Linked DNA regions of Mus musculus: regions 1 and 2 are each linked to region 3. Evidence: chromatin contacts called from public HiChIP or PLAC-seq and promoter capture Hi-C data. All regions are on one chromosome and are shown on one strand. The core of a region is the stretch at or near the end of the contact, and the rest is flanking DNA. Distances in the headings are between cores, read along the strand shown. Region 1 holds the start of BC049715 (cDNA sequence BC049715). Region 2 holds the start of H2aj (H2J.A histone). Region 3 holds the start of Rerg (RAS-like, estrogen-regulated, growth-inhibitor).

Region 1 (3,130 bases), core at 555-3,054, 340 kb after region 3:
ACATTATGTTCCAGAATGAACGAAAGCCATGCATCTGCGAGGTTCTCCTCAGTTCAAAGCGTGGCTGGATGGATTGGGAAAGGATGAGATAATAAATGTTGTCTGTAATGCAGTCAATATTGACCACCTGTTTGTCATCTATCTCTTGAGTGGTCAAAGTGTGTGGAACATTGTAAACAAAACAAGGCATAAAATGCAGTGATCCCTGCATAAAATATGTTAGAGTGAAGAAAAAGGCTCACTCCCTGTTAAGAATTTGTTGATTAAAGGAAAGTAATTAATTTCTATTTTTCAGGGGGATAATTTTATTTTCAGTACCACCAAAAAGAGGCAGCTCCCTCTGCCCCATAAAGCATTTGCAGACCTATGTTAATTGCCTCCTGAACTCAGGAAAAGGAGAGGCCATGGAGGCCTATTGATGGAACTTAGTTTCTCTAGATACAGCATTTGTTTTCTAAACCTTTATCTAACCATTCTCACTAAGCCGTTTTTAGGGTCTACTTCAAAAACCATTGTATGTAACAATGTTGAGATAGTCCTGGTTATAGTCGTTTGGTTTTTAACGCAAAGACAAAAATAAATCATTGGTATAAAGTATCCAGTATATCTCAGGAAAATTTTACAAGCAGATGAAGAATTTTAACTAGCCACATAACTTTTCCAAATGTATTAATTTCTATGTTATCACTGGTTTTATAAATTAGTTTCAAAATATCACAATTTGTGTCACTTTCTAAATTTATTACCTGGTTTTTATTTTATGAACTAATAGGTCTTGCTATTACTGACACTCAAAGAGTAATCAAAACAAGAATTAATGACATTCCCAGGCATCAAGGCTTCTAACTGTAATTCAATCCATCTAAACAATGAGACAGAGGGATAGGGAGATGGTGGCCAGCCCAGATTATTTATTGAATACTTATTTTTTTTCCCACTAAGTCAAAGGTAGTTTTAGTATGGTACTGATGTTACATTGTTAGGGAACACATTTGTTTTAATATAAATTGTAAATGTTCTATTGGTTATTAATTCATTGTAACATTAGTGCCTATCTACAACATCCTAAAAATTAATATACACCTCAATCAGTTCTTTCAAAGTACTTGATGTCAAAAATTCCCTTAGGACCTTTTCTGTTAAGGATGCTGAAACTAAGTTGAAAAATAACCAAGTGTGAGGGTGTTTTTGGTTTTTTGATTTGTGTTTTTTTGTTTTTGGTTTTTTGTTGTTTTGTTTTGCTTTTTGGTTTTTTTTCGAGACAGACCAAGTTCACACTTTATGAAGATTTCGTTTTAAATGCTTACCTTTAAGGGGAAAGGATGGGGAGGAGTCTTAAGGAATGGGGATGTAGAAGGGAAATATAATAGCTATTTCTGGTTATCAGCTATATCTAGAACAAACCACAATCCAGAATTGGAAGGTTCACCTGTGATCCAGATCTTGAGGCTGGGAAATACAAGTTTCTGACCTTGATCTTGGCATGGAAATCTTGAGGCATAGTGGCTATGTATCCCCAGGAGAGTAAGGTAAGATCTCTGAGTACAAGGCCCAGATCCAGGCGTGGCGGTACACACCTTTAATCTGAACCACACCTTCTTCTGGAGATCTATAAGACATTGGAAGATGGAAGTTTTTCTCTTCCTCCTCTGCTTGCATTTACTTGCCAGCCCATCAGTTGGAATCTACTAGCCTGGTGGGACTGAGCAACTCCTAGATCCTTGGACTTCCCATTCACAGCTGACCATTGTTGGGGAGGTGGACTACAGACCGTAAGTCATCATAACAAAGTCCCTTTCTATATAGAGACTATCCACAAGTTCTGTGACTCTAGAGAACCCTCAAAGGAAGACTTCAGATAAATCTAGAGTGTGCAATGACATCATAAAGGAGTTTGGGTTGATGCAAAGTTCATTTGAAGTGTTATGTAATAACTTCTCCTCTGGAAAATCGACAAATGTACCGTTTCTCTTTTAAAATATACATTTTCGTGTAGATTTATGAGTCTCCCCTAGGAACTATTTGTTCAGTTCATCACATGCTGTAGGTTTAGAGGGCTGATGTTTGCTGAGCACCTTAGACTCGGTGCCCAGTGTTATTACCTAACTTGTTTTCTATGGAAGCATTCCTGAAAAACAGCATCCATTTACACACGACAACTAACACAGATCCAATGGCCGACACAGAAGCGTACGCATACCGCTACCTAGTGTGTCCCCAGAGAGAAGCAGTTGCGGAAATGCGTCAGAATTCTGAGAACAATTGGCCAATCAAATAGCAGCTTCCTTACTTTTTATTTCTATTGGGTTATATTAGTGTCAATCTACAATACTCTGGAATGAGGCGGGTCTCTTGGCCTATAGTTATCCAATCGGATAGTGAATGAGAGCGGAAGTACCTCTGGCTCTGAAGTTGTTGTATTCGCTCTATGGGCCCAGTGCCTGGCAACGCGGTGAGATCGCGGCCAGCGGGAACAGGAAGTGACGTGAGCTGGCGGAGGGGCGCGAGGTTTCAAGATGGCGGTTCCCGGGTGGTTGACCGAGGGGCAGAGGTGAAGGCCCCTTCGCAGAGAGTCCTCCGGGACCGCCCGCTAGCTGCTCTCGCCGTCCCGGGAGCCTCGCAGTCGTGTGAGTGCGTGGGGACTCGGTGCTCCGTTTTCCGCGACCCTCCCCGGGGCCTGCGAAGCCTTCTCTGAAACACCAGGCCCAGAGGCCGCGCTCTTCCTCCGCTGGGCCCGGGGTGGCGGGAGCCTCGGGTTTCAGGGCTCGGGGCCGGCCTGGCACTGCGTCCGACGGGTTCTCGGGCGGGATCTCCCGCCGGGTCAGACCCACCGCCCGAGTGCGGCGACCGGTGGCGGCGGGCTGACGTCTAGCCGCTCGAGTCGCTATCAACCGTCGCTATGGTTTCGGCAGTTGCTGTGAGGCCTCCTGGAGTGGACCCGGACCGGACCGGACCGGTCGGGTTGCGTTTGTGCTGCCTGGGTTCCCATGGTCTTTTGACCTTGTCTCTGCCAACGTTTGCAGGCAGAGGCACTATGGTCTTGTAAAAATTCTCCTTGACTCGTAGCTGATTGGTTTTTAGGTGTGTGTGATGGGATGGCGTCAAAACGAGAGCCCGAGGCTGGTTTAAG
Region 2 (3,082 bases), core at 364-2,863, 360 kb after region 3:
CCCCCCCGGGGGTGGAGGGGAAGAACCCAGAGTGAAACCTCCGTAGCATGGGATGTTTTGTGGCTCCTGCTAACAGAATGATGGTTACTGAGTGAGCAGGAAACGGAATGACCAAGGCAAGAATCGCATTTCCAGGGCCCTGGGGTTTGGCTCTCCGCGTTACGTTAACTCACACGACCCTTTCCTTCCTTGAGGCGCCATCACCCAACTCAACAGTTACGGAAAAGAAGAAACCTGATCCCAGGAAAGCTAACAGTCACCCCTAAAAAAAAAAAAAAAAAATCGGTTTTGCTTTTAAGTAAAATCAGGCTGATTCTCAGAATCAGTGCTGGATAAGAGGCTGCCATGCAGCTAAAACTCGAGGGGAGACAGAAACATATTTTGAGACACGGTCTAATGTAGTTCAGAAACGGCCACAAACTCGCTATCTAGCCACGAAAGGCGTTCTACTTCCCAAATGCAGGGATGAGGGGTAACACCACCGCAAGCACCAAGAGAAGATCATTTTAGGAGCTGCTAAACATACACTACTTAAGACCGAGGGCCCCGCTGTTACGCAACACCATCCAGAGCGCAAACTTCGTGACTCACTTCCGTATTGCACAAGTTACTTCATTATAAAGAATATTGAACACAAGTGTGCAATGTGAAGATGGCTGGCATTCAGATCACGAATACGTAACATCTATTAGCTTAAATACTACCATAAATAACTAGCACCCACCAAGGATCCCAAGTTCCTGTCTTTTCCAAATGGCTAGGGTACATATAGCTCAACCTTCCTATGTATGACAAGCGAGGCAACTTCTTGTTCACAGCTCGCAACACCTTCCCTACCACTTTTCCCTAAGACTGGGGAGTTAGGCAAAGCCAATTCCAGAGTAGCCTCTGGGCACTAGGTCCGCTTCTCCTGCCCACGGTGATGCGACGGGGCTCTCCCAATCCACCCGCTGGGTTCCTCCGGCTCGCACATGGCCACACAGGTGGCCTGCGTCACGCTCAAAGTTGGAACTCGTCCCCACCCAACACCCCCTCGGTCCCGCGACTACACAGCTCTCTAGATTACTCGCTTTTCACCGACTTTATTGGCTGCGGACTGTGGCGGGCGGGCTCTGCACCCGTCTGTCGGGTTCACTTGCTCTTCACCTTCTGGCTCTCCGTCTTCTTGGGCAGCAGCACGGCCTGGATATTGGGCAGGACGCCGCCCTGCGCGATGGTCACACGGCCCAGCAGCTTGTTGAGCTCCTCGTCGTTGCGGATGGCCAGCTGCAGGTGACGAGGGATGATGCGCGTCTTCTTGTTGTCCCTCGCCGCGTTGCCCGCCAGCTCCAGGATCTCGGCCGTCAGGTACTCCAGCACCGCCGCCAGGTACACGGGCGCTCCCGCGCCCACGCGCTCCGCGTAGTTGCCCTTCCGCAGCAGCCGGTGAACGCGGCCCACGGGGAACTGCAGGCCCGCGCGCGACGAGCGCGACTTGGCCTTGGCGCGCACCTTACCGCCCTGCTTGCCTCGCCCGGACATGCTCGACCCCGCGCCTGGAACTCCAACACCGGCTCGCTCAGTTCCGGGACGACGCGCGCCACCCCGGAACTGCCTCGCCAAACTGCAGCCGCTGCCGCCCGTGACAGGCAGGTACCGTACCCAATCAGCTCGCGGAAGCAGAGCCCCCGCCCATCCAGATGTCTCCCAATCAAAAGCTCAAATTTCTAGTCCTAATTTACATAGTTCACAGGCATCCTCAAACTTGTTGGGATTGGCTGCCAGGATGTAGTTAACTGGGTGGTTCGAGTCTGCAATCCCAGCACTAGGGTAGCCGATACAAGATTGCCCGGAGCCTAAGGTCAGCTGTAGATATTCCAAGATCCATACCAGCCTAATAAGGAAGGAACGGAGGGAGGGCAGCGAAAACGGGGAGTTAAGCAAAGCCATACTTGGTTCAAATCAGTAATCCTAGCTTTTGGAGGGAGAAAGAGCTGAAGTAGGAGGATTACCAATACAAAGACAGCCTGGGCTACTTTGTGCGTTATAGACCAAGCTAGGAAGTGAGACCTTATCTCAAAAAATAAAAATGATGGTGTTGGCATTTCTTCTAGGCTCCGCCCCACAGTTACCTGGCAGCAGCCAGGTGTGCCTGACCCACTGTAAAAGAAGCTGCTTGCCCCCCCCCACACACACACCCACACTTTTCTCTTGCTTTCTTACTCTCTTAGCCCTCTGTCCCTTCTCTCCCATTCCCCTACCCCTCTCTCCACGTGTTCATGGCCGGCCTCCACCCGCACACCCCCTCGGCCTTTTCTCTCTCTCTCTCTCTCTCTCGCTCTCGCTCTCGCTCTCGCTCTCTCTCTCTCTCTCGCTCTCGCTACTACCCCCTCAACTCACCTCATGCCCTAAATAAACTACTATACCGTCCTGTGGCTGGTACCTCAGCATGGGCCGCACCCCCTCTACCCCCTACGTGCACAATAACGCTCCTCCACCAAACGTCCCCGGCTTTTTTTTTTTTTTTTTAAATAAAATACAACAGTAAGCAGACTATGGTGTTCAGTGCCTATAAACCCAGCTGATGCAGGAGTATGGAGAACTTGAATTGAGCCTGGCCTAAGAGAGAAACTACCTGGAAACAATCAAAAACCGGAAGCCCAGAGAAGAGCACCTCTGTTCCCTCATACCATACTCATGGAAATTAGTCTCCAGTATAGCCAGGGGCGACTTTCAAATCTGACTATCTGACTCCAGGGTCTGTGCTTGTGAGTGCCACAGCAATTCCGGCTCAGCCATAGCTCCTTGGCTGAATTCTGCCCTCCTAGAACGAGCTTTCGTCATCTGCTCCTTGACACACCCACCTGGAGAGCTAGCTGCAAAAGAAGCTTTGTAGGTTTTCTATTTGTTTTAGTTTTTGAGACTTTTCTTCCTGTAGCCCTGGCAGCCGTGGAACTCACTATAAAAACCAGGCTGGCCTTCAACTCAGAGATCTGCCTGCCTCCCTAATGCTGGGATTAAAGTTGTGTGCAGCCACCAGCCTGGGACAAAAGCTGGTTCTTTGGCCTGTCCTACCTATACCACATGAGGCTGGTCTTTGGAC
Region 3 (3,291 bases), core at 372-2,871:
AGGCATAATAGAAACTCAGACTTAAGTCATTGTAAAAGTATATACATATATATTGTATATACATTATATATATATTCTAATTTTTATCCTAGACATAAATCATAGATACTGCAAATATCATATATTTAAAATGTATCATCTTTATAGACATTTTTATCAAGTACTGCTCTACAAAGCATGACAGGAAAAGAAGGTAGGTTGAAACTTGACGATATTAATGCTATAAAATTCCACACAATTTGAATTTTATAGAATTTTGCATTGTCTACAAATATAATTTGTCTTCTTACTGTAGGCTCTAAGACCGTTTGTATTCCGAGATGCTGAAATCGCTGTTTCTCAAGGACGGGACCCATGTCTTCAAGTCCACACTAAATAGCTCTTCCAAGTTCAGTGGATAAACAATTTAGATGTATCATGTCTCAAATGGTCTTGTTGCATCCGTTTGATCATTGTGCAGCAGGCCCTGCAACAGGGGGAGAGCATGGGTGCACACACAGTACTCTTCCCCCACTCTTCCAGCCCCTGGAATGTCAAGGGTTAGCAGAACAAGGAGAAACTTGAGAGAATGCAAAGCAAGCCCAATACTGGCAGGGTGCTGGGGCATGTGGGAGGGAGTGTCACTGTAGGTCAGATCTGGGGTCCCCAGGAAGTCGGGGAGGGGGGATCTGGAAATTCACGCTGGATGTGGTGTGTTAAAGGTTTCTCAGTGAGTTATCAGGACACATGCTGAGGCTATCACAAGTCCAACCTCTTCATCCACCCTGCCTGCCAAGTCTCTGCCTCCACGGGGCAGAGACTTTCTTCCACCAGAGTGGCTCCACTGATTATTCCTATCGCCCTGGGCCCCTGCCTGCTCCTGTTGCCTAGCCTCGCTTTCAGTGAGTCACCAGATACCCTGGTAAGAAAACCCAGCTTTGGAATGAAAAAGGAGAAAGGCATAGACATTTCCTGTTGCTTTGTTCATGCCCACCATCGTCTTTGGGAATCCTTTAACCTCTCAGAAGCTCTCCTTTCCCTCCGAAAGACCAGCAATTACAATAGCCATGCTTACCTCCAGGGAGGTGAATATCAAAGGAGATGGGGGATGTAAGCAGGTCTTGCTTAGCTTAGCATAGCATGCATGTTAATTATCTTTGTTGAGGTTTGAACGGGATGGGGTTTGACGCCAAAGCAAATCTTATAAATGCTGGTCTTCCAGAGGGAACAGAGCACACCGGGGACTTTCTCATATATACAAATATGAATTTCGGTTAAATTTGGTGTTTATATCTTTGGAAGTATATTTGTTTCCGATCCTTTCCGGATTTTCTCCCAGCCATTTACTAGTCTTGGACCCGTTTATTTCTATCTTTTTTAAAAATCCTCTGCTTCCTCTCGAATATCATGAAGATAACTGAACACATTCCCAGGGCGTATTAGCAAGATCCTTTGAAAAAAGGCGTAGAGAACACTGCGTAAGTGATGCTTTTTAATCAAGAAAGGACTTAGCTGAAGCCTGCAGGCCTGGCGCTGAGCTAGGCTGGGTTGTGAGGCGCTCGGCTCGCAGACTGGTCCAGCAGGGGGCGCCCGGGCACCTCACTGCAGCATCTTGGTGGCGGAGCGCAGCGGCGGCTGGCCGGAGCTCGCGTCCTGCCGCAGTCTCTGCGCTGCTAGTCTGAGCGAGCGCGAGGGAAGAGACCCCGTCCGGGCACCGCACTTGCAGCCCCAGCGACTCCCAACCGCAATCGCGGCCCCCCAACTCTCAAACGCCTCCTGTAGCCCGCGTGGGTCAGGGTGGGAGAGCTTCCTAGTCTCCGCGGGCGGATTGCGAACTTGGAGAGGACCGCGGCTGTCTCCCCGGCCTGGACAGTGAACAGGTGAGTGACACGCACGTGTCCAGGTGGCTCCCTGAGGACAGGGTACGAGCCCCTGAGGGCTCAGCCCCTGGGTGAGTCCCGGTGGTCTCCGGGTCCCTCCCTAAGGGCGACTTTGGGGTTCTCCTGAGAGATGTGAACGCCAGCCACCAGGCTTGACAGCGCGTCCTGCGCCTAAGGCGTCCTTCCGAATTAGGGGACATCTGCTCTTTATGTGGAGCCTGTGAGCTGCAGAACATGCAGCCCACTGTGGGCTTGCTCCTGGCTGCAGGACCTGTTGATCTCAGGGTAGCGAGCCAGCCGGGGGGCTTGCGCAGTCACAACCTCTTTGGTGTGGCTGTTGCCTTGTGATAAGATGAAGGAAAATTCCTAGCAGAGAAACTGAGAAATCTTGATTTCAGGAGAGGTCTGACCCAGAGAGAAGCGATCTCACTCCACCACCATCAGACTGGATTCACTGCTGTCTTGGACAGCTGTGCTTTGCTTTCTTTCTTTCTTTTTTTTTTTTTTCTTTTTCTTTTTAGAAGGCCATAAAAGCATTAAAATGTAATTATAAAGATGCCCCCACTCGCCTCAAGAGGAAGTGGAAAACTCTGACCTTGATAAACACAGTCTGCGAAATGATTTATTAGGAGCAAAACCTTTTGCTAAGTAAATAAACAGATGGATGAAGCTTTAGAAACGCAATTGTCGTAGGTCTAACAGAGTCCCCACAGGTAGCCTCTTTGGTTAGTATACACCTAAGTGTGGAGGGAGTCAATGAATTCGACGATTGGTCAGTAGTACCAAATGAAACAACACACGTCTTTCCTTCACTCTAATGTTTCCTCTGATGACTTCATGCATACGGAAAAGCAACGCCTTTCATCCCCTAAATATTTAGGTGTGATTTTAGGATGGAAACTTGAAACTTGTTTGGTTTTGCCTCCGGGAAAGCAAATCTGCTCCGAGAGTGAACTTCAGGCCACGGCAGGAATAGTTCCTGTGTTTGAACCATTGAGTTTCCTCAGATCTGAGGGATAGAAGGTCTCTGGTTAATTCAACAGATACTTGCCTGTAGGTTACTATGACAACAATTGACACGTTGATGGTTTCCGTCAAATTTTCATGGGGAAATAAAATGTGAAGGCATCTTTAGAGGGCAGCGTTGCATCGCCCCCCCCTTTTCCCTAAACATATTAGGCGGCTGACATTAAGCAGCTGGATCTTTATGACGTCATAAATGGGGACACTTTATGACATCACAAATGGGACACTTTAACTAACATAATTAATTTCTCCTATGTGAGACCCGTGAGCTTCGGAGGCCAAGGGGAGTTGCTGAAATATTTGACTTGGCTTTAAAAACATATACTTTGATGCTTACTTTAAATGAAGACTATAGCCAGATTCTAGATGCATGGGGATGATACTTTTGCATGAAATGGCAAGTTAT

What was found. Promoter capture Hi-C pulls out the DNA fragments that hold promoters and counts their contacts. HiChIP or PLAC-seq counts read pairs in DNA pulled down with a chosen protein or histone mark.
Region 1: a contact with region 3 is called in a promoter capture Hi-C map of embryonic stem cells, with 9 read pairs. The contact joins the promoter of BC049715 here to the promoter of Rerg in region 3. A contact is called at or near these places in 3 of 39 promoter capture datasets (cranial neural crest, embryonic stem cells and hippocampal neurons), 1 of 484 Hi-C or Micro-C datasets (muscle stem cells), 3 of 115 datasets of contacts at active chromatin or transcription factors (embryonic stem cells, forebrain and microglia) and 1 of 9 other capture datasets (pancreatic islet).
Region 2: a contact with region 3 is called in an H3K4me3 HiChIP or PLAC-seq map of embryonic stem cells, with 13 read pairs. The contact joins the promoter of H2aj here to the promoter of Rerg in region 3. A contact is called at or near these places in 2 of 39 promoter capture datasets (the 3T3-L1 cell line and cranial neural crest) and 1 of 115 datasets of contacts at active chromatin or transcription factors (embryonic stem cells).

The regions. Positions count from the first base shown.
Region 1 is chr6:136,827,517-136,830,646 of GRCm38.p6, reverse strand. It overlaps BC049715 (cDNA sequence BC049715), which reads right to left and starts at 1,804. Exons shown (of 3, transcript NM_178776.3): 1 at 1,578-1,804. Wbp11 (WW domain binding protein 11) reads left to right here and starts at 2,431. Exons shown (of 12, transcript NM_021714.4): 1 at 2,431-2,627. It overlaps Smco3 (single-pass membrane protein with coiled-coil domains 3), which reads left to right. Exons shown (of 2, transcript NM_001039558.2): 2 at 1-716.
Region 2 is chr6:136,806,779-136,809,860 of GRCm38.p6, reverse strand. H2aj (H2J.A histone) reads right to left here and starts at 1,613. Exons shown (of 1, transcript NM_177688.4): 1 at 1-1,613. The coding sequence starts at 1,521. The coding sequence ends at 1,132.
Region 3 is chr6:137,168,048-137,171,338 of GRCm38.p6, reverse strand. Rerg (RAS-like, estrogen-regulated, growth-inhibitor) reads left to right here and starts at 1,621. Exons shown (of 5, transcript NM_001164212.1): 1 at 1,621-1,859.